Linked DNA regions of Sus scrofa: region 2 is linked to region 1. A link is a contact called in public Hi-C data. All regions are on one chromosome and are shown on one strand. Each heading gives the region's core, a stretch centred on a gene start, on an enhancer-like site or on the middle of the called end of the contact. The rest is flanking DNA. Distances are from core to core; before and after follow the strand shown.

Evidence for each region. A called contact is a pair of places that touch in the nucleus more often than the background predicts.
Region 2: a contact with region 1 is called in a Hi-C map of liver, with 5 times the contacts expected there. The contact joins the promoter of TMEM86B here to the enhancer-like site in region 1. A contact is called at or near these places in 1 of 5 promoter capture datasets (fetal liver) and 3 of 47 Hi-C or Micro-C datasets (embryonic fibroblasts, liver and skeletal muscle).

What each region holds. Positions count from the first base shown.
Region 1 is chr6:59,349,274-59,354,579 of Sscrofa11.1, forward strand. It overlaps TNNT1 (troponin T1, slow skeletal type), which reads right to left. Exons shown (of 13, transcript NM_213748.2): 11 at 3,268-3,358; 12 at 3,088-3,128; 13 at 2,203-2,310. The coding sequence ends at 2,265. Among named protein-coding and RNA genes, the nearest start is that of PPP1R12C, 4.8 kb to the left of the region's middle. Within about 2 kb of position 3,183, at least 17 of the 83 cell types and tissues checked have an H3K27ac peak or open chromatin away from gene starts, as enhancers often do. A contact at or near this core is called in fetal liver, liver and skeletal muscle, where this site is marked.
Region 2 is chr6:59,423,005-59,428,310 of Sscrofa11.1, forward strand. It overlaps TMEM86B (transmembrane protein 86B), which reads right to left and starts at 3,082. Exons shown (of 3, transcript NM_001243276.1): 1 at 3,004-3,082; 2 at 2,521-2,767; 3 at 1,130-1,931. The coding sequence starts at 3,054. The coding sequence ends at 1,549. It overlaps PPP6R1 (serine/threonine-protein phosphatase 6 regulatory subunit 1), which reads right to left. Exons shown (of 24, transcript XM_021094995.1): 23 at 5,053-5,163; 24 at 4,897-4,972. The coding sequence ends at 4,897.

The DNA.
Region 1 (5,306 bases), core at 1,933-4,432:
GAAGGCTTTTTCACTGCTCAAGCCTGCTGTTTTCTCTGAATGCTAACACTGGAATTTTGATGCTTAACCTTGGAACCTCAGGCCCTCCTCAGGCTGATGAAAATAACCTCAGAAAGATTAGAAGGGACTGGTCCCTCTTCCCCTGCGACAGGCAGAAAGACAAACACTCCTCTGCATCATAAAGACAGTTCAAATAAAGGGATGTGCTGAGAACATTTACAAAGTATCAAGCTGACTCCCTCCCGTCCTCCTAAGAAAAATGAGGTGGCATATTAGAAGTCAGTTCTTATTTCAGTTACTTCAGCTGTCCTTGGAAGAGTTATTTACACAAAAGAACCCGCCTCCCTTTTATTTTTGGCTTTTTTTTAGGGCTGCACCTGGGGCACATGGAGGTTCCCAGGCTAGGGGTCAAATCAGAGCTGTAGCCGCTGGCCTATGCCACAGCCACGGCAACGCAGGATCCAAGCCGCTTCTGCCACCTACACCACAGCTCACGGCAACCCCAGATCCTTAACCCACTGATCGAATCCATGGATCGAACCCACACCCTCGTGGATGCTAGTTAGGTTCATCAACTACTTAAGCCATGATAGGAACTCCCTTCAGCCAGGTTCTTAACCCACTGCACCACAGTAGGAACTCCAAGAGATGTTTAATATATAAATAAACATGTTAGTGCAGGACTTCTGCTTGGAAAACTCTGACTCCCCATTCCTTCCAGCCAGAGCTGTGTTCCCACAACTGGACCCCCTCTATTAGAGCTCAGATCACACTGTGGTGACTGTGTCTGTCTCCCACATTGGACTATAAGTTTCCTGATGGCCAAACTTGGGTCTGCTTCAGGTCTGTGTCCCTGGCATCTCCCAGCACAAGACTTGGCCCAGAAGGCCTTGGGACATATTTGTTGAATGAGTGACTGTAGATGGCTGCCTGCAACATGCTTCTCCAACTCCTAACCTCCTACTCATTCTTCAAAACCCCAACGCAAATGCCCCCTCTTCCAGAAGAACCACACTGACTATTCAAGGCAGAGTCTTCACTCTCTCCTGGGTACCTTCTGATTCAACTGGGACAGTGTCCAGGGGTGTCTCCTCTATCTGACCTGGAGTTTCCTGAGGGCCTGAATCTTTTTTTTTTTTTTTTAAGGGCTGCACCCACAGCACATGGAGGTTCCCAGGCTAGGGGTCCAGTCGGAGCTGTAGCCACTGGCCTACACTACACCACAGCCACAGCAACTCAGATCTGAGCCACACCTGCGACCTACATCACAGCTCATGGCAACACCAGATCCTTAACCCACTGAGGGAGGCCAGGGATCGAACCCTCGCACTCATGGATGCTGGGTGTGTTAGTTAACCGCTGAGCCATCACCAGGAATACCGCCTCTGCTGCTGCCCACCCCCCCCGAGCCCCAGGGGGAAAAAAAAGAAATTTTACACTTAAGAGACTCATACTATGAAAGACATCCCATGGCTGACCTACTTGTGACTCTGCACACTAAAATTTGACATTAATTTGTCACTGAGCGGCCCCTCCCATGGACGAACTGGACATGTTTTAGTCTGGCTGGGTTTTGCGTTCCCATAGCGAAAAACCTGCCGTTTCGAAGTGTGTAATTCAGTGGGGATTTTCAGCCCGTTCACAAAGTTGTGCAGGCATTACTATTCGCTGATTCCAGAACATTTCACCACCCCCAAAAGAAACACAATTCCTTCTAGCTATCACCTCCCATCCCCCCAAGCCACTCCTTCCTGTCTCTAGGGATTTGCCATCTGGACATTTCCCATCGTGGGAATCACCTGGTGCGTGGCCTTGTGTGTCCAGCTGCCGTCATTCAGCACGATTTGGAGACTGAGCTGCGGTGCTTTGTAGCCCTTCATCCATGGACGGGCTTGTGGGTTCTTTCCACTTCTTGGCTCTGGCACTGATGCTGCTGCCAAGGTTAGGTTTCGGGAGGACATAATCTCAGTTCTCGTGGGTGGCTGGGTTCTGCGGTCTCTCTACGTTTAACTTTTTGAGGAACTCCCAGACGGCCTTCCACAGAGGCGACACCACGTTAGGTCCCCAGCCCCTGTGTGTGTTCCCACTGCGGGGAAGCATCGCCCGAGAGCGGCGGCCCCGCCCTTGACTGGGGGGCCCGCGCATTAAGAAGAGGCAAGGAACTCAGCAGGTGCCAGGAGTGGAGCATTTATTTCAAGCCCCAGGTGGGACACACACTGCAACGGCGGCTCCTCGGTGCTCAGGGTGGGCGAGCGCCCACCTGCTCACTTCCAGCGGCCTCCGACGCGGCCTTTCCCGGCCCCCTTCCGGCTGGAGGAGGAGGAGGGGTATCAGGCAGGAGGACCTCCTCGGAGTCGGGGCCCCTGCCCTCGATTCGGGAAGTCCCCCCCTCCCAAACGCCCGCCTGCCCCTCCCCGCAAGTGCCTTGTGGTTGGGGTCCCTGCCTGGGGTGGAGCGGTGAACAGATGGGGCGGGAGCTGCTATCGGTGGGTGAGTTCAGGATGTCCCCGTGGGTGCTGATACATGTTTGGGGGCACCAGGCTGGGCCAAGGAAGGGAAAGGAAGGACCGCGTGCAGGGAGGCCGGGAGGGTTGGGGTGAACGAGGCAGAAAGTTGGAAATGAAGCAAAGAGAGAAGCACAGAAGGCGGAAGGGAAGGAAGGTGGGCGGGAAGCAAAGCGGGAGACAGAGCAAGGGACAGAGAACGAGACGGGCTGCTCCGCCTCGGCGCTAGTGACATTTGGGGGCCGGACCCTTCTCTGAGGCGGGGGCGTCCTGGGTAGAGTAGGACGTTGAGCGGCAGCCCAGGGCTCCACCCACCAGCTCCCTGGAGCTCCCCCCTCCCCCGGTGTCCCCTGGGGTGGGGACAGGATCAGCCCCTGTCCCAGAGCCAGTGATTTAGAAGGACGGAGGAACAGGGATGGAGACCCCAGAAGAGAGACGGACAAATAACGAGGGCGTCCCAGAGAAAGAGGGGCCAAGACAGAGACCCCAAGAAGGGGGGTGCGGAGTGAGGGGCAGCGGGAAGGAAGGAAAGAGAGGCCCGAGAGGCGGCGCGGGGGGGGCCTCGGTGCGCGTTCACACTTACAACTTCTGGGCGTGGCTGATGCGGTTGTACAGCACGTTGATCTGGTGGGGAGACGGGAGGGAGACGCTCGCAGAGCCGGAGGGACATGCCGGCCCGCTCCCGCCCACTCCTCACAACCCCGCCCACCCGCCCCGCCCCCGTCTCCCACCCGGCCTGCGCCTGCCCAGAGATGGATCTCACCTCGTATTTCTGCTGCTTCAGCTTCGCCATCAGGTCAAACTTCTCCGACTCCAGCTGGTGGATCCAATCCGACAGTTCCTGGGCCTTCTCCCTGGCAGGGCAGAAGGGCTGTCATGGAAGGGAGCCAGGCCATGCGCCGGGCCCAGAAAGGCTGAAAGATCCCTCCAAAGCCACACAGAGGCCGTGTGTGCCGGTGCCAGTTTGTCAATATTTGAAGACACAGTACTCAAATATTGTGACATTTTGCAGCACAGGGTTTTTAGGTCTCTGCCCACCTCCTTCCTTTCCTTGGTTAACGGCCCAAGTCCTGGAGTCAGAAAGCCTTGGTTCAAACACCGGCTCTGGAATTCCCTGGTTTGTGACTACAACCAAGCGACTCCCCCTGGGATCCTGTTTCCCTCTCCAGAGAAACATAGAAATAAAACTGTGAAACAGGTGGCTGGTTGCCCACCCAATATCCCTTCTTTCTTCCTTAAATTCAGAATTTTTTGCAGCAGACTCAGTTTAAAAAGCTACTCTTCCCAGTAACTCCCTTGCAGGTAGGCTGGCCAATGAGATCAAAATGGGTCATTGGGTAGAGATTCCAGGTAAGCCTGTGTGGTTCTTCCCTTGCAATTTCTTTCTGCTGCTTGGCTGTGATGGCTGGAGCACCAGCAGCCACTTTGGAATATGAGGTGATATTGAGGTTGGACATAGTGGTGAAACAGAAAAATAGGAAATGGGAGTTCCCCTTATGGCTCAGCAGTTAATGAATCCAACTAGGATCCATGAGAACGCAGGTTTGATCCCCAGCCTTTCTCAGTGGGTTAAGGATCCAGCATTGCTGTGAGCTGTGGTGTATGTTTCAGATGCAGCTAGGATCCCAAGTTGCTGTGGCTGTGGTGTAGGCTGGCGGCTGCAGCTCTGATTCGACCCCTAGCCTGGGAACCTCCATATGCCGCGGGAGCAGCCCTAGAAAAGGCAAAAAGACAAAAAAAAAAAAAAAAAAAAAGGATCCAAATTACAAGTGGATGTGTGGTGGGGGAAGGGAAGAGGAGGAAAAAGGAAAAGGGAACATTACTTAATGCCCGGCACCTGTGATGACGTGGTTGGAAGGAGAGTGCGTAGCTGGTGGCAGGCGGGAACCTTCCAAGAGCCAATTCTGCACATCCTTCCCCGACTGCGAGTGCAGAGCCCTCACACCCGTCATTTGAAATCAGCCACGTGGGAGATTACACCACGGAAAGGAGCGAATGCTAAGAATATGGACTTTTAGCTCCTGAAGAGCCTTTTGTTATGTATTGACCATCATACCCCTTTATAGAACAGTGACAAAGAACACAGACTGCCCAGGGTTCAAATCCCCATTCTTTCACTTGTAAGCTGTGCAACTCTAGAAAGTTTACATAACCTCTCTGTACCTCAGGTTGCTCTTCTTCTTTTTATTTTCTTTTAGGGCTGCACCTGCGGCATATGGAGGTTCCCAGGCTAGGGGTCTAATCGGAGATGTAGCCACTGGCCTACACCACAGCCACAGCCACGCCAGATCCGAGCCACGTCTGTGACCTACACCACAGCTCACGGCAACACCAGTCCTTGACCCGCTGAATGAGGCCAGGGATCCAATCGGCATCCTCATGGATCCTAGTCGGGTTCTTCACCTCTGAGCCATGAAGGGAACTCCCGGGTTGCTCAATTTCAAGATAATGGTAACAACAATATCTCTCTCTTCTGTGAGCCCTCCGGAGGGAGCTGCTGGTGTTATCGTCATCTCACTGACCTTTGGCAGCTCTGCCAGGTAGATTTTATCATGCCCTCATTTTACCAATGAGGAGAAAAGCCTGAGAGGAGTTGAACAATGTGCCTAAGAAGACACAGCTGTAAGCGGTGGAGCCGGCACTGAGCCCTGGGCAAGTGGTTTCAGATTTGGAGCCGCAAAGCCCAAGACCGTCCCCAGCCTTCCCTCCAGCGGCTTATCCTGAGATGCAGGCTGTGTGATGCATGAGCTGTGAAGGGTGAGGCAGAGCCCACCCGGAAGAGACGGGGCTGCAAAAGTGTTG
Region 2 (5,306 bases), core at 1,832-4,331, 74 kb after region 1:
ACCTGCATCATCTGGCCTGAGGCCTTCCTCTATGGTGACTGGGGATCCTGGTCTGAAGGTGGAGCAGGGGCTAAAAAATAAGGATGGGCTCTGGGGATCCCAAAAGTACATCATGGATGTAGAAGTCTCCTCTCTGCTCTGAGTCCCCAAAAGCACATCAAAGATGTACACATCTCCCCTGTGCTATAAGAGTCCCTAAAAAACACCATCAAGGATGTACGAGTGCCCTCTCTGCCTAAGAGTCCGTTAAAACACATTGTGGATGTAGAGACTAAGCAGGACTTAAAGAGCAGCTGACTGCTTCCGGTCCTCATGTGCAGAATCTCAAGCCCAGAGGGGCAGTGGGCTGCCACGGTCACAGCCAGAACAAGGGCCACACCTGGGTTCTTCCCTAGTATTGTTCTCCTCTGTGTTGCTACCTAGCCCTTCCTCCAGGCGCTGTCTTGTTTCCTCGCCTCCTCAACCCTCTTCTGATGGTGCATGTGACTGCAACAGGCTAAAAAGGTGCCCCGGAGTCCTGACCCCAGTAGCTATGGATGGGACCTTGTTTAGGAATAGGTCTTTGGAGATGTTATTAAGGATCCAGGATATAGAGCGGGCCCTAGAACCAACAGCTGGTGTCCTCAGGAGGGGACAGACAGAGGGAGAATGCCACGGGAAGGTGGCTGGGGCCACCAGGAGCTGGAAGGGGCAGGAAGGCCTCCCCTAGAACCTTGGAGGGAGGGTAGCTCTAGCAATACCTTGACGGTGGACGTCTGGCTCCAGAACCATGGGAGACTACATTTCTGTAGTTTTAAGTCACTCTATTTGTGGCCGTGTGCAATAACCGCGGCCATAGGAAACTAACACACTGATCAGAATCCTCCTGGCCTCAGACCTGCAAACTCTTCTGTGCCATGGGTGTTAGTGAATCCCCACCGCCACCCAAGGGTGCTGGGGGTGGGGTGGGGGTCATCCCACGTCCCCTCAGCCCTGGGCTCCAGGACTGGTCCACAGGGAGTCTGCCGTGGGTCTAGTTAACAACACTGCGTGGTACACATACACGTGTTCCGAGCCTGGCCGTCACGGCAAGTGTTCGACGCACAGCCCCGTGGATGTACTTAATGTCACTCAACTGCACACTCCAAAGTGCTGAAAATGGTACATTTTGGGGGAAAAGGACCATTTGCTGTTCCTGGGATCACCTCCTCCTCCCACAACCCTCCCCAAATAACAGAGATGTTGACGTTCCGACGCCCACGTTACTGAGGCAACAGAAAAAGAGATCAGGGCCAGAGAGCAGGCGCAGGCCTGGCCGCAGCCCCCTGGGGCCACAGGGGGCCCACCGTGGGCCTGGAATCCAGACTCAAAACCAAGGGGAGGTGGTGGGAAGGCGGGGGATTCCCATTTCCGCAAACGGTTCTGTCTCCGCATGGACTGGCCCCGGCAGAGAGTCGTCTGGGGGCCTGACTTTCGCCCTCGACAGTGCTTCTCCGGCCTTGCTGCTCAGGGGGTCCCAGGGCCTTGCAGGAGGAGAGGGGGCAAACACCTGCCCGCCTCAGCGCCCTGTCAGTTGGGCTTGAGCTTGGGGCTCTGGGAGACCGACAGGGAGATGAGGACCTGGGCGGAATAATACGTGGTCATGACCACCAGGCGGGCGTGGGGCAGGGGCTGGGCAAAGGCGTTCCAGGCCAGCGTGGTATCCGAAAGCGTGAAGAGCAGCGCGCCCCAGCCGGTGCTCCCGCCCCTGGCCAGGCCACGCCACAGCATGGTGGCCAGGGCCAAGGAGTAAGCCGTCAGGGCCAGGACCAGGTCGGGCGGGAGGTGCCAAAGCAGGAGGCCGTAGTACGGGAGAGCGGCCAGGATGACCAGGAGCAGGAGGCCGGGCTGCAGGGGCGTCAGGCCAAAGGCCCAGAGGTAGAGCAGGTGGGCCGCGGCGAAGGCGGCCACGCCTGGAGGAGACAGGGGTGGGAGGGCCGGGTGAGCCTTCTGCTTCCCTGCCTCGCCTCGCCAAGCAGCCCTCGGGCCGAGCCCCCGGCCCCCACCCCGGCCCCGGCCATACTACCCGTCTCCTGCATTACAACGCAGGCCTCCTTGTGGTCCCTTCTTCCTGTGGTGGGTGTCAGCGTGGCCTTAAAAAGCCCCCTGACTCTCACCCTTACTCCGTTTGGCCCCTAGTGGGCTCTACGCACCAGGCACACTCCCGCCCCAGGGCCTCTGCTCGTGTGGGTCCCCTGCCTGGAAGGGCCTTTCCTGGAAGGGCACATGGCCGTTCCTGCACCCCTTCCAGACGTTACCTTCTCGGCGAGGCTGTCCTCGACTCGTGTCCTCAAGACTGCGACCCCTGACACTCTGCCCGTGCCCTCAACGGGAGGAGAGCTCCGTGGGGTGGAGGGCTGGCAAGTCTCCCTCACTGCCGCCTCCCAGCGCCCTTTCACGCCTACTGGCTCCTGCCCCTGGCAGGCCCTCTTCTGGGGGTTGCCCCCCACACCCACCCCTGTCCAGGCTCCGAAAGGGACAATGCAACAGGGCCCCTCTCACCATGGAGAAAGGCCTCGGGCCAGACGAGGCAGGCGTCCCCCACGGCTGAGCACAGGAGGGCCCCCTGCAGCCGCGCGCTGTAGCCCCCGCCGGCGTCCACGGCCCGCAGGAATACCACCAGGGAGAGGACGGGCAGGCACTTGACCAGGGCGCCGACCCAGGACGGCTGGTCGTCGGGGATCCAGAGGAGGAAGTAGACGGCGCAGGTGAAGAAGAAGGGGCTCAGCCACTTGCCCACGTGCAGCTGCTTCAGGGGACCAGGGGGCTGCTGAGCCCTAGAAACCAGCCCTGCCCCCAGCCCGAGACCAGGCTTCAGAACCACCTGGCCTCGCGCCCAGTGAGCTCCCCGCCCTTGGGGGTCAAGATTGTCACCCCACGCCCACCCAGGGACCCGAGCCACACTGCCCAGGGACCAGGATGTCCAGCCCCACAGAGCCCAGCCCCAGCCCTGCCACCCCCCTACCCCTACGCGGCGGCTCTCACTTGAGCTGAAAAGCGAGGTTTTCGGGGCAGGCCCTCTTTCCCGGGGTCCATGTCAGCCTGTGACCCCTGAGAACGGCCTGCAAGTGGGTACGGGTAGCTTGGGGGTGGAGGAGATGGTGTGTGGTTACTCGTTAACCCGAGGAGCGTCCTGTGGACTCTGGGACTGATAACAGGGCCCAGGGAGATGCTGCTCCTGCCCTGGGGACGGCCCTGCCTGGCACCTGCTGATACGGTGCCCACTGGCACCCAGGGGTCCCTCCTCCCCCACTCCCTCTGTCTCGCTTCCTCCCTGCCTAGAGGGCCCTGGCTGTACACGCCTCTCCCACTGCCCTGCGCCAGGCCAGTCAGAAGGGACCTGGGTGCAAAATCTGCAACATTCCGACGCCTGCCCTTTCATGAGCAACAGGGGAGGGGAGGGGAGGACACCCTGCCAGATCCAAGGGACAGTCTGAGCCTCCCTCCTCCACCAAACACTTGCTCGGTGACAGGAGCTGGGGCTGGCGGTGGTGCCAGCCGGCCGGCGCGCCAGTGAAGCTTCCCCTGCATGGCGGCCAGTACTTCACCTTCGCACTGGACCCACTGGGCACCCACCTGTCTGGCCTAGCTGGCTGCTCCAAGGGGAGAGGGCTCGGGGACGTGGCTCCTGCCACACGGCAGGGCAGGTCAGGGGTGGGCCAAAGGGGGATGGGGTGTGGAAGCCCACTCACCGCCTTCTGCAGCCTGTCTGGACAGGGGACGGCTCCCAGGACCAGGTGCCGCATGAGTATGGGAAATGCTCAGCTCCTCCTCCAGGAAACCCTTCCTCGGAGCAGAAGGTACCTGACTCCTCCTTGTAAGGGTCCCACCCCAGAGCCACGGCACGGGAATAGGTCAGAACCCGAGGTCTGAGCAGCAGGAGTCTTAAACTGTCTTCCTTTATTTGTTTATATTTGCAATATGAAACAGAAGCTCGGCACGAACACACGCACACGCACCCCAGCCTGGGGAGAGGGAGCTGGGACAAGGTCACTTGGCGGCTGGGCTGGACCCCAGACCCTCGGGAGTAGGAGGGGGAGCCCAGCCAGACCCCCGCCAGACCCCCGCCCCAGGGTCCGTGGAGATGGAGGGGGACTCGGTGAGTGCATCAGGGCCCTGGGGGTGTACCCCGGGAGGCCCCCAGAGAACAGGGCCCCCTGCTCCCACAGAGCTGGCTGGGCCAGACGGAAGGGATTCTAGCCCCAGCCTGGATCAAAGTGCAGGGCCCGGGGCGATGGGGGTGGGCAAAGGCACGACCCCCACTCGGGCCTCCCCCAAGGTGGACCTGAGCTGAAAGGCCGAGTGTGGGTGTGGGCGTCTGCACCGGAGGGTGGGGGTCCGGCAGGAAGAGGGGGCGTGGCAGCCTCAGGACCCCTCACCACAGTAGCCCCAGTGGGAGGGTGCAGGTCCACGCCGCCCCCAGCCCTGGCCTGCTTCCTCCTGGCTCTCCGCCTGCCCACTCTCTCCTCCCTCGAGATATATATATATGTATATATATATATATATATATATAATATATAATATAGGTCTCTCTCTCACTCTCCTTTCTCTCTACTCAACTCTATCTTTATTCTAGGAGACAAAACTCCGCAGTTCCTTTTCTCAGTGCAATTGGGGGAGGGGGCCTTTGTCCCTGGCACCGGCCTCCTGGGAGTCCAGCCTCCTAGGTGGGGAAGAGGGGATGGGGCAACAGGGCCACCTTGGGACCAGCCCTGCCCCAACCCGGGCAGGGTCCACGTGGGGCACGGAGGATGTGGCCGCCACCACCGGGCCAGGCAGTTACCTGGGAACCGAGAGGGAAACCTGTGTGAGGAGCCCGCCACCCGGAAGCCTCTGCCAACCCAGCCCCAGCCCACCTGCTGCCCCCGCCCCCACCACTCACTGGGAGCCTGGGGACACCGGCCCTCCTGCAGCAGAGCCATTGGGCATCGGGAGCGGCTCAAGGGCCAGGGCACTGTGGGCAAAGGGACAGCATGAGAGATCAGTGCCTTCCTGCCAGAACACCGGCTGCCCTGTGAGGCTGCACCAGCTCACCTCTGGCTTTGTGGGAGCCCTGAGGGTTCTGGGCTCTTCTGCCCTTCCATGGTCTGGGGGGGCTGGTGGGCCCCGGGGGCTGGGACAGAGGTAGCAGGGTCTCTGGTTGCACTGTGTGGGGATCCACAGGGCTACTGTCACTGATGCCCCCCGGGCACTCTCGCCCAAAGACCCCTGGAAACTGCCCACCCGGGAGAAGCAGCTCAGGTCAGCTGGGACACGAGCTCTGGACACCCCTGGCCCCCTTCTGATCC